Linked DNA regions of Mus musculus: region 1 is linked to region 2. The links are chromatin contacts, called in public Hi-C maps. All regions are on one chromosome and are shown on one strand. The core of a region is the stretch at or near the end of the contact, and the rest is flanking DNA. Distances in the headings are between cores, read along the strand shown. Region 1 has its middle 30 kb from the start of Gm20611. Region 2 holds the start of Unc5b (unc-5 netrin receptor B).

Region 1 (3,015 bases), core at 97-2,596, 170 kb before region 2:
GTAGAAAGCAGTAGAATTGAATGTGTGAAGGCCATTTGGAGTGCACTCTGTGCCAATTATGAGCTGGGCGGCCTTAGGGCTCTGGGCCTCACTTTTCCTTATCTGTAAAATGGGCACAACCATCCTGTTGGCATGGTGTTAATGGTAATTAAATGATACACACACACACACACACACACAGAGAGAGAGAGAGAGAGAGAGAGAGAGAGAGAGAGAGAGAGAGAATGGCTGAGAGATTGGAGCTTCTCTCTGAGATTTCGAGCTTGGTTGCATTCTGACCAGATGCTGGTCTTTTTTGCCTTATTGGGCCTCCAGCCAGGACCAGTGATTTTACCTCTCCCTAAGGGACGGAAGAGGACCTCCTCGCTGAGGAAGATGACCTGCGGGGAACTCTGCAGTGGGCAGACCCCCAGCCTGGCTCTTCCCATGGTCACTCCTCTCCAGCAGCCTCCAGACATGTCCATGGGTGAGCCAGGAAGGTGGGCTGAGGAGGTGGGGGTGGAGGGAGCAGGGAGCGGGCACTGGGGCTCCCTGGGATTCACTCTCTGTACCTGGTTTGTTGGTTTTATTCTGTTCAGACTATTTTAGAGGCTGCGTGTCCTCTGCCCACACTTTCTCCTTCCTTCTCTTCCCTTTTTCCCTCTCTCTTCTCCCCTCCCCCCTCCTTTTACCCTCTCTTCCTCTTTCTCCTGATCCGGATTCTGTCAGATAGAATATGGGAAGGAAACAGTGGGGGAGGGGCTCAAGGTGAAGCTCCTGACATGTCATGTACATACCTAAGTACTCTGGGCCCTTTCGAAGGGTGTGCCCACTGCCCCGCTGCTGTCCTGAGACCCACGTTTACAATTCTGGAGACTTCTGCTGGGGGAGTCAGAGACGCGACCAAAGGAGAGTTAGGGCCTGAGACAGTTACCCCAGAGACAGTTAGGGCCTGGGAAGGTGCTGGCCTTCCACAGGACGGAGCTTTACCTGTGACTCAGCACTGCAGGCCACTGTGCTGAGCCACAGGCCGGACACTTTGGCTGCGCCACATCTCGGCCTCCTTCCCTTGCTCTCCCGCCTCCCGTGAGATGTTCCAGCAGACGTGTTCTGTCAGTACTTCTTGTGCCCTAGATCCTTGCCTCGGGCTCCATCCACATCCAGGGGCCAGGACATGAGACAGGCGGGAACCCTGGTGTGCCTCTTCTAAAGATAGCTCACGAGCACTTCACGTGCAGTCTCTGTGCTTAAATAGAACGGCTTCCAAGCGTATTATTTTTAGAGAGAGAAAATAGTTCGAGCGCACCAGGAAGTATACTACAGACGGGATCGAAAGCAGCATCTAGAAACACGCTCTTGAATAGGCGTAGTGTGCGCTGCTGGCGAGGCGCCTCGTGGCAAAGACTAGGTCTGATGGTGCGTGTGCCGCCTCCCAGTCTCCAGCATGGTGCGCTCTAGCTAGACTCCAGCAGAGAACCAAGGAGGCTGGTCATGCCTGCACCTATCCAGGGATACCCCTCATCTAGCCAGCTCCATGGGCACCGTTCCCAGAAGCTTCCCCTAGAGCCCACAGAGAGCCTCATGACTACAGCTCTGGGCTGTATCATGTGGAATCTCTTTACCATGAGATAGCCTCATCAGCTCAGCCTCCTCCAGGAAGCCCACATGGAGTGTGTCGTAGGGTTTTACTGCTGTGAACAGGTACCATGACCAAGGCAACTCTTATAAAGGACTCTTATAAAGGATGAGAGTTCTACATCTTCATCTGAAGGCTGCTAGTAGAATACTGGCTTCCAGGCAACTAGGAGGTGGTCTTAAAGCCCATACCTACAGCGACACACCTATTCAGACAAGGCCACGCCCACTCCAACATGGACACACCCACTCCAACAAGGCCACACCTCCCAACAGTGCCACCCCCTGGGCACTGCAATCCTGGGGGAGCACGTGCAAACCATCACAGAATGCTCCACTCTCAGAGCTCCTCCCCACCCAATGGCTTTGTGATGAGCTGCTGGGACAGGTCCTTGGGGATTGGGACTCTTTGGGGCTGTGTGGGTGCAGATGCTGAAGAAGTATACTCCTTCAGGGTGGGGTGACTTGAGTCATCTGACACCAGCCTTCTTAGCGGCTGTTCATGTGACAGGGTAGGCATGAGTCCCACATCATCCGGTGATCACATCTGTTGCCATGTGGGTGGTATATCTGTGGGTCTCATTTTCTGCTTAACCCAGTGCCCAGGACAAGGCCTGGGATATAGAAGCTGCTCAATAAACACGGTAGACAGAAAATCCCGAGAAGTAGCCACAGGGATGCTCACAGGGGATGCTGTGTATAGGCAGGCTCCTTGCCCATGCTGGTCCAGCATCATTCAGGGAAGACCTAGTGGGGGAAAGGGAAGGAAGGAGGATGTCTGAGGCCGTGAGGGCAACAGGCTCCGAGTGTCAGCATGCCATCATCACTGCAATTACTGCAGACAACAGGGAACTGCCTCGAAGTAACACACACTGCTTATAGTCTAAAAGAACCATTCTCAACCTGGGGATCACTTATCAGATACCCTGCATATCAGGTGTTTACGTTATGATTCATAACAGTGATAAAATTACAGTTATGAAGTAGCAACGAAAGCAATTTTATGGTTGGGGGTCACCACAGCATGAGGAACTGTATTAAAGGGTTGTAGCACTAGGAAGGTTGAGAACTATTGGTCCAAGAGGATTTATGGGAGAATATCTTACCACTCCATCTATCCCTTCCCTTCCTTGAAGCCCCTTTGGGCTTAAGAGTCCAAAATAGAATGCATTATAGTTAAGTGATTGGATGGATCTCAGAAGAGATTTTGAACTTTGGACTTTTAACATTGTTGGTACTACTATAGACTATGGGGACTTTGGAAGTTGAAGTAAATGTACTTCTTAATTATGCTATGGCTAGATATGGCCCCTAAAGACTCGTGTATTTGAACAGGCCTATGTGGTCCAGGGAGTGGAATGTGATGGTTTGTATATGCTTGGCACAGGAAGTGGCACTATT
Region 2 (2,954 bases), core at 157-2,656:
CCAGGCCAGGATAAAAATAGCCCGTTTACCTTTGCCCACAGAAACCAAAGTCCTGCCTTGGGCGTTCACTCCACCCGGATTCACCCTACTGGGCCTGGGTGGCCAGCCATGATGTGGGGCGTCACCTATAGCCACAGCCTTCTATAGATCTCCAGTCTTCATTTTGTGGAGTTGGGATAGAGGGGGTGTCGAGAAATCCCGCTTTCATTGCCTCCCTCTCCCCCAAACACAGCTAGCATGGATCTTCTTGCTTCTCTGCCCTCACACCACCAACCTCTTAGTCAGCAACTATGGCTCCCAAACCTTTCTTCTCCAATCTAGGAAAAACTTGGGAATACTAGGTTCTTTTGGATACCTCCCACCCTCCCACCCTTCTACCCTCCTACCCGACTTCAGAACCTGGCTAGGCTGCTCTCTTCCTGAAGAAGAGGGCTGATCCAGATCTGCAAAGAGGAAAAGCTTAGGAGGTCAGCAGATAAGGGGTAGGGGCTGCTTCTTTATAGCATTATGGAATTAGCCCGTTAGTGGGCTCCCACATGGAAGTGCTGTGAGCTTCCTGTGAGCGGATGCACAGACATCTCCCAAGTCTCCTCTGGTCACGTAAGCTTATGGGCCCACCTCTGGGTGACAAGGACTTCCTTCAAGAACCTTGGGAAGGGATGCCACCATTTGTGCCCCCACTTTCTACCTATTTCCCACATTCTGCTCCTCAACCCCTTATGAGACAGCTAACATCATTCTTCCCCATTTCACAGGTGACAGTGATGGAGACAGCTAAGCAGCTCCTTCAAGGTCACGCGCTTAAGGAGCAGAACCAGAACCAAGTTTGTGCTCGGAGCAAAACACAGCAGCAGGTTCCCTCCCCACACACGTCCTTTTATTCAATTGGACTGGTTCACCATATCCTAGGATGAGCCATCCTTCCGGATCCCACGTAAAGAGTTCTGTCCTGGGTCGAGGAGAAAAACAGAACCAATCACGATCCTAACTCATGCCCAAATATCCACAGCTGGAACTCCCCAACTACATCCCCCGCTCCACCAGGACTTGAGTGTTTGACATTTTTTCTTAAACACCCCCATCCCCTTTTGAGACCGAATCAAAAGCGAAAGCTGATTCACACCCAAGCTAAGAAGTGTACGAATGTTTATTTCCTTTATTTTTGGAAAGAAAATCCGGTAGACTCCGCCGCTTTCAGCGGACCGGTTTTCCGGTGCTTTGGATCCTGCGTTCTTCAAGGATCCCCTCTGATAAGGCCCCAACTCGGCCGCGCCTACACAGCGGTAGGGTACCCCCCCTCGCTGGGCCCCGTGGCTCCGCCCCCGTCCTCCAGGCCCCGCCTTCTATCGCGTGAGGCCCCGCCCCGGCCCGCTGACTCTAGGGCGAGCGCGCGGCGGCGCTGGGCATTGTGGCCGGCGGCAGGGCGGGCGAGGGCGCGGAGCCGCGGGGAGCGGCAGGGCGCAGAGGGAAGCACACACCCCACTCGGACAGACTTCGCGGCGCGGCCGCTACGAGCGCCGCTGAGCGCACTCCACTGGGATCGCACAACTTCGGAGCAGGGCGCGGACGGCGCTCGCAGCGGGAGAGCGCGGAAAGGGCGCACCAGAGCCGGGATCCCCAGCGGCGTCCGACTCCCGGAGCGCTCCTAGTCGCCGGGCGGCCTCCCGGCGCTGCGCGGTTGCCTCTGCGCCTACGGAGGGCACGGGCTGGCGCTGCCGGGCGCCTGCGAGAACGGCGAGGCGGCGGCGAAGGCGAAGGCGGCGAGGCTGGGGACCGGGAAAGAACCCCGAGGGAGAGGCGCCCGGGCCGGGGGACAGGAGCATGAGGGCCCGGAGCGGGGTGCGGAGCGCGCTGCTGCTGGCGCTGCTGCTTTGCTGGGATCCGACACCGAGCCTAGCAGGTAGGTGCGAGAGGGAGTGGAACACAGGGATGCGGTCCTGGCGCGTCTCAGCGTCCAACTGCAAGTTCGGGTGGTTCTTGGCGGAGTCACTGCGCTCCGAGAACGCCGTGGACGCGTCCAAGTTAAAAGGCAGCTTCGGTGCTCGGGAGAGGGGGCGACGCGTGGCCACCTGGGGTGCCACGTAAGCTCGAAGCTCCCTGCTCCTGCCTCCAAGGGATAGTTGCTTCCCGTGGAATGGGGTCTGATTCACTTCCAAGTGACCCCTGACTATCACGGAAAAACTGTCACTGCCAGGGCCAGGTGTGTGTTCTCTGCGGTTCGCCTGCAACTTAGGTCTGAGTACAGGCTCCCGCGGGCTGCACGCGCAGCATTCTGAGGGTCGCGGACAGAGAGCAGGATACTGCGGAACCCTGGAAGCGCTTCTTCTCGGCCTTTGGGGAGCCGAGGCCCGAAGGCTTTAAGCTACTGAAGGGGGAGGGGCCGACTCCTGTACACCGTGATCTCCGGAGGTGCGGCGCGGGCGGGTATGAAAAGGTTTCGTGGTTGGTGGATTGTTTGGGGGTGAGTGTTGGCAGAGAGTGGAGGGGCGTAATGTATCTCCTTTCGACTTTGCCTATTTTCAATAGGTTATTGGTATTCTCAGTGTCCAGGTGAGCTCGCCTCTGCACTGCACCTGGACCCAGTAAAGATGCTCTTAAGAGGGTTTGGTGGACTCCTAAGTTTATAAAGTCCCCGATTCTCCTCTCATCGCGAAGATGGAAGTGTCTTGCTGGCTCTGTAGTAGCTCGGCTGGGCGTTGCAAAGTGGGCTGCGTCTTCCTTGGAAGGAAAAGTAGACACTCGCACCAACCTCTCTGGTACCCAAGCAGGTGAACTGCCGTTAGGGTGAATCGACTCCCGAAGCTGGTGCGGGGGCTGGAGGGCCACCCTAGACAAAGACCTCCCTGAGCAAAGGCTAAGAATGGGAAAAGGAAACTAGCAGAAAGTATTGAGTTGACACACACCCCACCACCCTCAGTGATGATGGCATCCTCTCTCTCTCCTCCCCACCTCTC

What was found. A called contact is a pair of places that touch in the nucleus more often than the background predicts.
Region 1: a contact with region 2 is called in a Hi-C map of cerebral cortex, with 2.7 times the contacts expected there. The contact joins the enhancer-like site here to the promoter of Unc5b in region 2. A contact is called at or near these places in 11 of 39 promoter capture datasets (the 3T3-L1 cell line, the C10 cell line, HPC-7-derived erythroid cells and 7 more), 7 of 484 Hi-C or Micro-C datasets (bone marrow-derived macrophages, cerebral cortex, embryonic fibroblasts and 3 more), 13 of 115 datasets of contacts at active chromatin or transcription factors (craniofacial prominence, embryonic basal ganglia, embryonic forebrain and 7 more) and 2 of 9 other capture datasets (embryonic stem cells and pancreatic islet).

What each region holds. Positions count from the first base shown.
Region 1 is chr10:61,000,187-61,003,201 of GRCm38.p6, reverse strand. No RefSeq gene overlaps it. Among named protein-coding and RNA genes, the nearest start is that of Gm20611, 30 kb to the left of the region's middle. Within about 2 kb of position 1,346, at least 6 of the 459 cell types and tissues checked have an H3K27ac peak or open chromatin away from gene starts, as enhancers often do. A contact at or near this core is called in cerebral cortex, where this site is marked.
Region 2 is chr10:60,830,033-60,832,986 of GRCm38.p6, reverse strand. Unc5b (unc-5 netrin receptor B) reads left to right here and starts at 1,406. Exons shown (of 17, transcript NM_029770.3): 1 at 1,406-1,900. The coding sequence starts at 1,822.